Linked DNA regions of Mus musculus: region 1 is linked to region 2. Evidence: chromatin contacts called from public HiChIP or PLAC-seq data. All regions are on one chromosome and are shown on one strand. The core of a region is the stretch at or near the end of the contact, and the rest is flanking DNA. Distances in the headings are between cores, read along the strand shown. Region 1 overlaps Dnm2 (dynamin 2). Region 2 overlaps Slc44a2 (solute carrier family 44, member 2).

Region 1 (5,262 bases), core at 61-2,560, 93 kb after region 2:
GACCAGACTGGCCTTGAACTCAGAAATCTGCCTGCCTCTGCCTCCGGAGTGCTAAGATTAAAGACAGCGCCACCACCGCCCTCTGCAGGGAAGCTTTTGAACACTTAATTCAGGCCCTTTATTCCCTTTACGCCTCCAGAGACTTCACCATGTTCAGCCTTTTGGTTTCTTTGTAATTTTTTTCCTCCAGGGTTTTCAATTTCGCCCATGCTGTCCTTTTAGTCTTTTTCAGATAATATTTTATGAGACTGAAGAGATGGTTAATGGCACTTGTTCTTTAAGAGGACCTGGTTCTCTTCCCACCACCCAGTTGGCAGCTCACAGTCCTCTGTAACTCTAGTTCCTGGAGATCTGACACCCTCATGTGGTCTCTGAGGGCACTGCATACATATGGTGCACATTCATACATGCAGGCAAACTCTCTTGCACATAAAATAAAAATACAACAGATCTTAGCTGGGTGTGATGGAGTCAGAGACAGGTAGATCTCTGTGAGTTCAAGATGAACCTGGTCTACATAGTGGCTCCAGACTAGGTAGGCTACAGAGTGAGGCCTTGTCTCAAAAATATACAAATGTTTACAAATATTAGTTCATTCATTCATGATTTGTGTGTGTGCTAGTGTGTGAGTGCGTGTGTGCGTATGTGTGTGTGAGTGTGCTATGTGTAGGAGTGTATGTACATGGAGGACAGAGGGCAGCTTTAGAGTTAGCTCTCCATCTTTATATTGCTTCTGGATCACACTCAGGTTTCTGACTTGCACAGCAAGCTTGCTTACCTACTGAGCTGTCTTGACAGCCCCTCTTCCTTTTTTTTTTTCCATTTGGTTGTGATATTACTACATTTATTCCAAATCTTAGCAATCTGAGTCTTTTTTCTTTGGGAAATTTTGGATCTTTCCTCTCCTCTCAGCGCCCCAAGCCCCCCCGCCCCCACTTTTTAAAAAACAGAACCAAGTTGACCTCCAATTCAATGTCTATGCAAAGATGACCTTGAACTCCTGCCTCCCCTACCTCTACTCCCCTGTGCAGTGCTGGGATTGCAGGTGTGCACTGCCCTGCCTGGCTTAGGTGGGGCGAGGGATAGGACCCAGGGCTTCCTGTATCCTAGGGGGGCATTTTACCTTTGGAACCCCAGGCCTTGAGGCTTTGGTCTGTTTGCTTTTAATTCTTCTGTAGCCATCAGGCATAGCACTGCTGACGCTGGCCACATTTATTGGCATTTCCTCAATTCCCTCTGTCTTAGTTCTTCCTTAGCTTTCTGCTGAGGCTAGGGAACACATTTCCCTCCCCTCGAGCCCGCCGCTCTCTGCCACAGCTGAGCACGCAGTCTCTTTTGGAGAATGTTCTCTGTGCCTTTGAGGGTTGGGAAGATGTCCGAGTGGGCAAGGACTAGTTTGGTGTGTGAAAGGCCCTGAATTCTAGCCCATCTTGAAGGGAAAGGAGGAAAAGTAGACAAAGCCCAGAGAGTGGGCTGCTGCTTCTGGATTTGGGCACAAGGCTTTCTTTCTGCCTTGTTGCTTTGGGTGGTATTCACTCTGAATACTCTTGATGTCTACTCATCCGTCATTCCAGTTTCTTTCCTCTTTATTGCCAGGGAGTGGGGGATAGACAGGGTCTCACTGCTTCCCTCTGGCTGGCCTGGAACTCACAGAGATCTACCTGTCTATGTTTTTTGAGTGCTATGATAAAGGTGTGTGCCAACCTCATTTGTTTCTTTAAAGGAAAAAAAAATTTGTTAAGCTGGGCAGTGGTGGCACTTGCCTTTAATCACAGCACTCGGGAGGCAGAGGCAGGCGGATCTATGAGTTTGAGGACAACCTCGTCTATGAAGAGAGTTCCAGGACAGCCAGGGCTACACAGAGAATCCCTGTCTTGAACCCCACTCCCTCCAAAACAGGATTTTAAAATTTTGTGTATATGAGTTTTTGCCTGCATATGTGTATGTATAGCACATGCATGTCCGTGTCTGAGGAGACCAATAGAGTGTGCTGGGTGTCCTTGGAACTAGAGTTACAGGTGGTATGGGTGCTGTGAATCAAACCCGGCTCCTCTTAACTGCTGAGCTAGCTCTCCAGCCTAATCCCACCCACCTTTTGTGTGTGTGTGTGTGGGGGGGGGTAGTAGTCAGGCTGTCTCTCTATATAACCTAGGCTAATCTGGACTTAAACTATTTTTGCCATATTCCTCTGGAATACAGGCATCCTAGGTGTGTGTTACTCTTCCTGGCCATTTGTCAATTACTGAAAAGATTGTCATTGTCCATGCAAGCCAGAGGAGCAGACTTTGGGCCTTCAGAGCTTGCATGAATATCTGCGTAGGTGTAGTTGCCTGCTTTCATTAGGAGGGACACGCAGGTAGGAAGTCCCTGAAGACGCTGACTGGCTAGATGAGCAGACCTACAATCTCTGTATTCAGGAGAGACAGACACCTCCTCAGTAAATACGGTGGAGGGCAGTGGAGGAAGACACCGACCTCAGCCTGAGTCCGTGTGCTCAGGTACACACGTGCACTCTCACATCACCCACACACAAGCAAAAGACATCCACACCGATTGCATTACCTAATTCCCTGGCCAGTTCTTTGACATATCACATGGCATTCCTTGACTTTGCCTCACCCACTATCTCTCATCACTGTCTTACCTGGACTTCTGGTTGTTCTTGGTTGTCATTCTCCTGACAGTGCCTGAGGGTCACCAGACTTGTGTGAGCTGAAGGACCTGAAGGAAGCAGGTGACAGTTGAGGAGGAAGCAGGTTTAAGGTGGTGTTGAGTCACCTGACAGGAAAGGCTGTGCTGATGTCCTCACAGGGGTGCCAAGGAGAAGGGCATGTGCTTCTTGTGGTTCTTGGAGTTGACATCCCCCCCCAGCCCCCACACCATTCATTGCCTTTGTGACAGCACCCTGCACATGGCCGACACCACACCTCGATTCCTGTGCCACCTCTGCCTGCTTCTACTGGTGTCCTAAGGACATGGTCACATGTTAGGACCCCATCTGCAGGTGGAGACACTGTGACAGTGATGTCCTTGTGCAGGTCACACATGGAGAGCCTGTGACTGAAACATCAGGCTTTAGACTCTACCCGTGGCCACCCATATTCTTAATTGGTGTCAGGAGGAAGCGGCAATGGCCTCCTGTGTTCAGAGTTCACTGGCGTCTTCTTACCCTGGCTCCCAGATGTGCTGGGGATCAGCAGACAGTGCTCAAAAGCTGAGGGCAGGGTTGCAGCAGTTTAGCTGGGGGTCTCAGTGCTCGGGGTTTTTACCTGTGGCTTTGGTCTGAGTTACTTTAACCTGAAGCTTCAGATTCCTTATCTACCAGATGTGAGTAGAGAAAGCCGTTATGTGCCGTTCTAGTACAGAATACCAAGTCAGGGGGATTCAGGGTTCAGATCAGCTGGAGCTACATTTTGAGACTTTAGACAACCAAAAGACAAAATGGGGACAGGATAAGCCTCTTGGGAGTACAGCAAGAGTCCCTTGTTCATAGTCAGGCCAGCTCCTGTGGGGTGTGTGTACCCTATACAGGCCATTTATTAGCAGGTGTTTGTTTGTTTTTTGTTTTGGAATGGGTTCATGTAGCCTAGGTTGGTCTCAAACTCAGTTTGTAGCTAAGGATGACGACTACTGATCTTCTTGTCTCCATCTGAGTGCTGGGATGAAATGCGTGTGCTGCCATACTTATTTTATGAAGTTCTGGTGATGGAACTCAGGCAAACACATTGCCCGCTGAGTGCCAGACAGTACTGGGACATGGTTCCCTGTCCTTGTGGAACTGACAGGTAGGTTACTTCAGAACTGGGAGGCAAGAAGGACGTGTGATTGCTACTGGAGGACAAAAATCCAGAGACAAGGGGGGGGGGGAGCAGGGCAGCTGTCAGAGGAGCGTCTGCAAAGGGGTCAGCCTGTGAGGTGAATGGCTATGGAATGTTCTGGTGGTCCTCCCTAGGGAACAGTTGAACCCATAGAGTTGGGAATCCACATCCACCAGCCATCTAACACAGAAGCTGCCACAGAAATGGCGATCGCTCTCAGTTCCTCCCTTACGCTGCCTTTTACACAGCACAGCACCTGGCCCACGATACAAAAGTCTTCTGCCAAGGACACAGGGCAGGGCTAGACATGGACACAGCTCTTCCACGAGCAGGTCTGAGACATCAAGGGCCCTGAAAGGGCGGAGTTGAGAGCCATGGCGCCACAGGTCAGACAGCTTCCCTGTCATTCTGTAAAATGTTTTTAGCTATTCGATACAACTGGATGATGACAGGTCAGATATTTGCCTGTTATAAAGTTATAAATTGATCTGCAATCACCTGGAATTCGCATCACCTTGGAGACTGCAACATAACTTTTGTTTTGTTTGAGATAGAGTCTCATACAGCCCAGGCTGGTCTTTAACTAACAGTAATCCTGCCTCCTGAGTGCAAGAAATTTCAGATATATACAACCACTCTGTTTTCTCATATTTTTTTAAGGCAGGGTTTTGTGGAGCCCAGCTGGCCTCAGGCTTACTGTGTAACTGAGGATAACCTTGAACTCCAGATCTACCGGCCACCAGTGAGTGGTGGCATCACATGAGGGCCACCACACCCAGGGAAGCAGGTGCTGTGTTATCCTGAGTCCATGTGCCAGCTGTCTCCCTGAAGAAAGGATGCAAGCAGATGACCTCCCCCGAGGCTGGCTTAGTGGCTATCATGCTTACCTGGCATGCACAAATCTCTGGGCTCCATCTGCCAGCCAGACACAGTGCTGCACACCTGTGATCTTAGCACTTGCAGAGGCAGGAGATCAGGAGTGCAGGCTCTTACTCAGCTTCAGAGAGGCTTCAAAGCCTAGGCTGCATGAGATCCTACCTCAAGATAAAGAAAGCAAACCATCAAACACAAAAACATCCCAAGTATGGAGAAGACTTCCTCCATACAGAGCGTACTCTATGCTCCACATACTGGAGGGTGCCAGGCCCTGGACTATTTCTCAGACCGGTTGCCTTAGCCTCTCCTGCTGGGTGGACATATAGGTCATTAGTGGCTTTCTCTTGGACATCTTGCTATCTGTCATGGTTACCTCATGTTAGCAGTGACTGGTCTTTGACTGTGGTGTCTATGTCCTGGATCAGTGTGCTGGGGAGCAGATCTCTGAGGAGAGGGGCCTCATCTCCTGTCTATTCTGGAGGTGTTCATGTTCTGCTGCAGCTGATCATCTGACAAAGTGAGGAAAAAGAAATCTGGCAGGGCCCGGTGGGTGTTGGCTCACCAGGAA
Region 2 (5,845 bases), core at 1,429-3,928:
CTGAGGACTTGCTGTTAGAGGTGAAAGCAAAAGCTAGGTGAGCTAGAAACTCAACAGCATGTGCCAAGGCCCTGGGGTTGGAAAAAGCAAGGAGCACTGTGGAGCTGATTGGGTTCTCCTAAGGTGAAATGTGGAAGGCCAGACCTGGTGGCTTAGGCTTAAGGTAGAGGCAGGAGGATAAGGTGGTCAGTTTCATCTTGGCTACTTGTTTGAGGCCAGACGGAAAAATGTGTGAGACTATCTCAAAAGAAAAAAAAAATCTAATCGGGGAGGCAGAGGCAGGTGGATTTCTGAGTTCGAGGCCAGCCTGGTCTACAAAGTGAGCTCCAGGACAGCCAGGGCTATACAGAGAAACCCTGTCTCGAAAAAAAAAAAAATCTAATCAGACTGGGTGTGGTGACTCATGCTAAGGTGAGGATCATAAATTCCTGCCACAGTACATACACAGCACGGTGGTGCAATACCTCCAGTACTGGGCAAATCCCCATACACAGCACAGTGGTGCACATGGAGAACTCCAGTACTGGGCAGATCCCCAGAGCACACTGCCAAACTTTCTAGCCAATCACTGAATAGCAGTTTATCTCCTAAAACTAAGGCGAGGGTCCAGCAAGGAGGCTCAGAAACTCGCCAAGCCTGGAGACATGAGTGCCGTCCTCTGGACCCACATGGTGGGTGGAGAGAGTCACCTGCCGCAGTTCTCTTCTGACTCCATAGCGTACTGTGGGGTGTGTATGTTACCATGAAATGTAATGTAGATATTAAAACAAACATTTAAACTAAGGTGGCGAGAGATGATATCCGATACTGACCTGGCCTTCACACACACCAACAGCCAAGTGGACTGAGCTGTGCACTGACCCATAACAGCCCACTGAAGGCTAAGGCTAGAGAAGGGACCATGCAGTACAGTAAGAGGGTGATGGTCTTACTACAGACTCATGTCAGTTCCCAGCAACTGCACTAGACTCTAATTCCAGTTCCAGGTGATCTGGATACCTGTGCACGTACATATAATCAAAAGTAAACATGACGGAAAATAGGAAAAGATTTACTCATGGCCATATTGACATGATAAGTAAAATAAGTGATTTTTTTTTTTTTTTTTTTTTTTTTTTTTTTTTTTTTTGAGATTGGATCTCACTATCTCACTATGTAGCCCTGGCTGGTTTGGAACTCTATGTAGACCAGGCTGGTCTTGAGCATTCTGTTTCCAGGTGTTGGGATTAAAGGCGTAAACCATGCTTTTAGGGCTGGAGAAATGGCTCAGCAGTTAAGAGCACTGTTATTCTTGCAGAGGACCTGGGTTCAGTTCCCAGCACCCATATAGTGCCCCACAGCCCTTCTCAACCCCAGCCCCAGGGGGTCTGGCAACTTCTGATGTTCATGGTTATCAGGCACACACATGCTACCCATATAAACACGCTAGCAACACACTCACACAAATCTTTTGTAAAAGGTAAAAAGATGTTCTAAAGATGAGGCAGGAGGATTGCCATGAGTTCTATAATGGCAGACAGCCTCTTGGCTCATGAGAGGGAGAGGTTTCTTAGCCTAGGGAGGACAGTGATGGGACGGGGTTGCTCTTCACCTGAGCCAGGCTGGAACAAGATGTTTTCTCCTGAACAGACAGTGATCATTGGCTCCTACTTGATCGCGCACGGCTTCTTCAGCGTCTATGGCATGTGCGTGGACACGCTGTTCCTCTGTTTCTGTGAGTGGCCCCTTTATCTCAGCCCACCAGGGACCCTGACTTCCTTTTCCCCAGAGGACAGGAAATGCCTCCCTCCAATGAAAGCACAAAGCCACCCTCACCCCAGAGTTCCCCGGGGCTGGAGGTGTCCCTTCCAGGCCCATGCATGCCTTTCTGGCTTCCTCACTGCGCTTCAAGCTAACTGTTCCCCACACCCCTGCCACCGAGATGTAGCTGGAACACTCTGTCCCCTGGGTCTGTGGCTTTAAAATTTCTGGCTTTGTTGGGGACTAGCACAGGGTCCATGGCTGCCACTAACTCTGGTCTCCACGTGTCTTTTTTCTCCCTCCTCCCCTTCTCCCCCATGCCTGCTGGCTTCTTTTCCATTTTTTCTTCTGCCTCCCTTTTCCAACCCCCTCCTTTCCTGACCACCCCACTTTCCACCCCCTGCTGGTTCCCGGGGGGCCCAGGTGAGGACCTTGAGAGGAATGACGGCTCTCAGGAGCGACCCTACTTCATGTCGCCTGAGCTGAGAGGCATCCTATTGAAGGGGAATCCGCAGGAGGGCAAGCAGGAGGAAGTGGAGGAGGAGTAGACAGTGAGGGAGCCGGGCAAGCTGGCCAGGGGGCCTCTGGAGACCGGGTTTGTGCATGTGACAGCGGCGCTTCTTTGACTGGGAACATGTGGGGCTCCTGCAGTCATTCCTTACCCCTTGTTCCAAAACCAGGCAGTCATCCTCTCCCTGAGTCCTAAGCCCATCCCCTCACTGGAGCATTTAGGCAGGGGCTCAGCCACTGAGCCCCTCCCCCAGGCCCTCCCTGGGGGATTCTGGGCGAGTGCTCTACCACGAAACTATGCCCCTAGCCTTGTTGATTTTGTATTTTGAGACATTGTCTGTCTCTCTCTCTCAGTTGCCCAGGCTGGCCTGGGACTTAAGGTAGTGAAAGCAGCCCTTGAGCCTGGCTTGTTTCAGCTTCTTAAATACCTTGGATAACAGGCCTTTGCTGCCACGCCCTGTTCTCCTGTTTGTTGCTTTCTAACCCTGAGGCTTTTCTATAGCCCTCCCTTCCCTTCCCTGCTCCCCACCCCTAGCCCCCACACCTGCCTGTTGACTCCCTCTCATGTTACCTGCTTTGGGGCTCTGTCCACAGTGGAGGATCTGGAGAGAAATGACGGTTCAGCCGAGAGGCCTTACTTCATGTCTTCCACTCTCAAGAAACTCTTGAATAAAACCAACAAGAAAGTAGCAGAATCCTAAAGACACCTGCCTCCCAGCCCTCTCAGGACGCCGGGATAGGTGCTTGCTGTGCAGCTGGGTCAGAGTCCCCAGCTCATCAGACTTGCCTAACACATCACTGCCTCTCTGCACCCTCCCCGAGTTCCCATTTCCAGGAACCTAGAGGACTGGGGCATCTCTTTCCTATGCCAAAGGGCACTTGGGAGTTTTCAGTGCAGCCCTGGAAGATGGGACAGAATGGATCTCTCCAGCTCTTACTGGCTCAGATGGTGCCAATATGGTGAAGTAACTTGAAGTCGAGGATGGGAGATGGCCCTAGGATGTCTGCAGCAAGCTTCTTTGTATTTCAGTAACCCTTCTGGCCAAGAGGGAAAGACTGGATGAGAGTGGGCAAGTCAGCTCAGCGAACACTAGCGCCAAGCTCCCCAGCGGGGACAGAATTGGATCTCCATAGCTGATGTACCTAAGGGCCAGCAAATACACGTCTCACTCTTAGTCCTTTGTAGCCTAGGCAGACAGTAAGGGATCTACCTGCTTCTCTTCCATCAGGCTCCAGAACTGGATGGAGCCACCAAGAGTGCCTTCATATGTAACCCCACCTCCAGCGTGGGCTGGCTATGGTCACAGGAAGAAGTGTGCACCCAGAACTGGAGGAGTCTTCTGGATAAACAGACAGCATCTGCGAGGAGGGCCCTGTGTGAGGAACGATTGGTGTTGCTGCTGGTGGTTGGGAGTAGTTGTGGAAAGCAGGCCTCTGTACTTAGACCCTACAGAGTTGCTTTGACTGATGACTTCTAAATGGAAAACTTGAGGTTGGAAAATGAATGAAAATAGGGCCTGTCTCCCCAGCCCTTTTTCTGCCAGTAATGCACACTGCTCTCTTTGTAAGAGATGAGAAACTTAAGTTCACCCAAGGGATGGTTTCAGGGACTGAGGTGTGGGTGTGTTCTATATTCCAAATTAACTAGGCCTATCTGGTTTCTTTCACTTGAAACTAGAGAATCTGTTTGCCAAACTTCTTGATCTTGGGAGCCAGTAGACTGGTTCTTCACTTTACCTACCGTATGCTAAGGCCCGCCCCTCACCCCTACTTTGGCCATCCGTAAGATAGCAGGATCTTGGAGACACCGCTCCCAGCCTGAGGTCCCAAGGTTTCCTGTGCCTGCCTTGTGTGCCATCCCAACCCACCCTCTTGTATGCCCAGCCCTGTGCTTATGTAATTGCATTCCGGCCAGTTAATAAAGTGCCTCTTGTACAGAGACTGACCTGGTATGCTTAATAGGAGTGTGGGATGCTGCTGGAAGGGAAGGAGGGAGAGAGCCAGCCTGGAGCTTACCTCCCAAGCTTGCTCTGCAGCTTCTGTTGTCCCGTAGGACCCTGGTGAACAGAAGCTTCAGAGTAGGAACTGATTCCTAGAATCCAGAAACAGCCACTGCCTCTCCTGCCCCTCAGTAACTGCCCTGGACACAGACCCTGCGCCAGCACCCGAGCCTGAGGTCTCACAGTCGAGGATAGCTAGTATTACTTTAGTCTATTCTGTAATTTCTGGGTGAGTGTGCCCCACGTGGATGCAGCTCCATGGAGACGAACGGCTGGCATTGGAGCTGCTGGAGCTGGACTTAGGGTGTTGTGAGCCCCCCTTTCAGGGCTGAAGTCAATTGGTTCCTCTGCAAGATCAGGATACAGTTATTGTTTACATTTTTTATGCTTTTGGACATTTTTGTCTGCATGTGCATCTGTGCACAATGCCCGTGCCTCCTTGGTATCAGAGACCAGGAGAGGACTTAGGGTGCTCCGGACCTAAGACACTTGTGAGCTCCCCCCCCTCCAATTTGTTTTTATGTTGTTTTTGCTTCTTTTTAAAGCTGCAAGTGGAGAAGGAAAGAAGGCTCAGCTATGAAGAGGAATGGGTTCAGGGCCCAGCACCTGAATGGCACTTACATATTCAAAATAGCAAATGATGGTGATACAATAATAATAATAACAGCCGGGCAGTGGTGGCGCACACCTTTAATCCCAGCACTCTGGAGGCAGAGGCAGGCGGATTTCTGAATTTGAGGCTAACCTGGTCTACAAAGTGAGTTCCAGGACAGCCAGGGCTACACAGAGAAACCCTGTCTCGAAAAAATAATAATAATGATACAGAGGCTGGAGAGAGGGCTCAGCGGCTCTATGTGTTCTCTGCTCCACAGAGGACCAGATTGGTTCCCAGGTTCTTCATCAGCCAAATCACAACCTCCTGTAACTTCAGCTCCAGGGGAACTGACACATTGGTCGTCTTGGACACCCACATGCAAATACAAACACAAGTACTTTTAAGGTTTTTTTTTCAAGACAGGATTTCTCGGTGTAACAGCCCTTCCTATCCTGGAAATCACTCTGTAGACCAGGCTGACCTTGATATTTTAAAAATATTTTTAGCCGGGCGTGGTGGCACACACCTTTAATCCCAGCACTCAGGAGGCAGAGGCAGGTGGATTTCTGAGTTTGAGGCCAGCCTGGTCTACAAAGTGAGTACCAGGACAGCCAGGGCTACACAGAGAAACCCTGTCTCAAGAAAACCAAAAAAAAAAATTTTTTTAAAAAGCTGGTGAGATGGCTCAGCAGGTAAGAGCACCCGATTGCTCTTCTAAAGGTCCTGAGTTCAAGTCCCAGCAACCACATGGTGGCTCACAACTATCCATAAGGAGATCTGACTCCCTCTTCTGGTACATCTGAACACAGCTGCAGTGTACTTACATATAATAAATAAATAAATAAATCTTTAAAAAAAAACTAGGCCAGGTGTGGTGGTGCATGCCTTTAATCCCAGCACTCAGGAGGCAGAGGCAGGTGGATTTCTGAGTTTGAGGCCAGCCTGGTCTACAAAGTGAGTTCCAGGACAGCCAGGGCTACACAGAGAAACCCTGTATCAA

Evidence for each region. HiChIP or PLAC-seq counts read pairs in DNA pulled down with a chosen protein or histone mark.
Region 1: an H3K27ac HiChIP or PLAC-seq map of embryonic stem cells shows a contact between it and region 2, with 10 read pairs. The contact joins two enhancer-like sites. A contact is called at or near these places in 2 of 39 promoter capture datasets (embryonic stem cells and macrophages), 2 of 484 Hi-C or Micro-C datasets (CD8 central memory T cells and double positive thymocytes), 11 of 115 datasets of contacts at active chromatin or transcription factors (the 230-238 cell line, the HPC-7 cell line, the SCID.adh cell line and 6 more) and 3 of 9 other capture datasets (adipose tissue, liver and pancreatic islet).

The regions. Positions count from the first base shown.
Region 1 is chr9:21,445,186-21,450,447 of GRCm38.p6, forward strand. The region is part of intron 1 of Dnm2 (dynamin 2); the gene reads left to right. Among named protein-coding and RNA genes, the nearest start is that of Gm46104, 18 kb to the right of the region's middle. Within about 2 kb of position 1,311, at least 23 of the 459 cell types and tissues checked have an H3K27ac peak or open chromatin away from gene starts, as enhancers often do. A contact at or near this core is called in adipose tissue and embryonic stem cells, where this site is marked.
Region 2 is chr9:21,350,838-21,356,682 of GRCm38.p6, forward strand. Slc44a2 (solute carrier family 44, member 2) reads left to right here. Exons shown (of 23, transcript NM_001359227.1): 21 at 1,630-1,714; 22 at 2,164-2,335; 23 at 2,845-4,191. The coding sequence ends at 2,288. Among named protein-coding and RNA genes, the nearest start is that of Ilf3, 14 kb to the right of the region's middle. Within about 2 kb of position 2,679, at least 76 of the 459 cell types and tissues checked have an H3K27ac peak or open chromatin away from gene starts, as enhancers often do. A contact at or near this core is called in adipose tissue and embryonic stem cells, where this site is marked.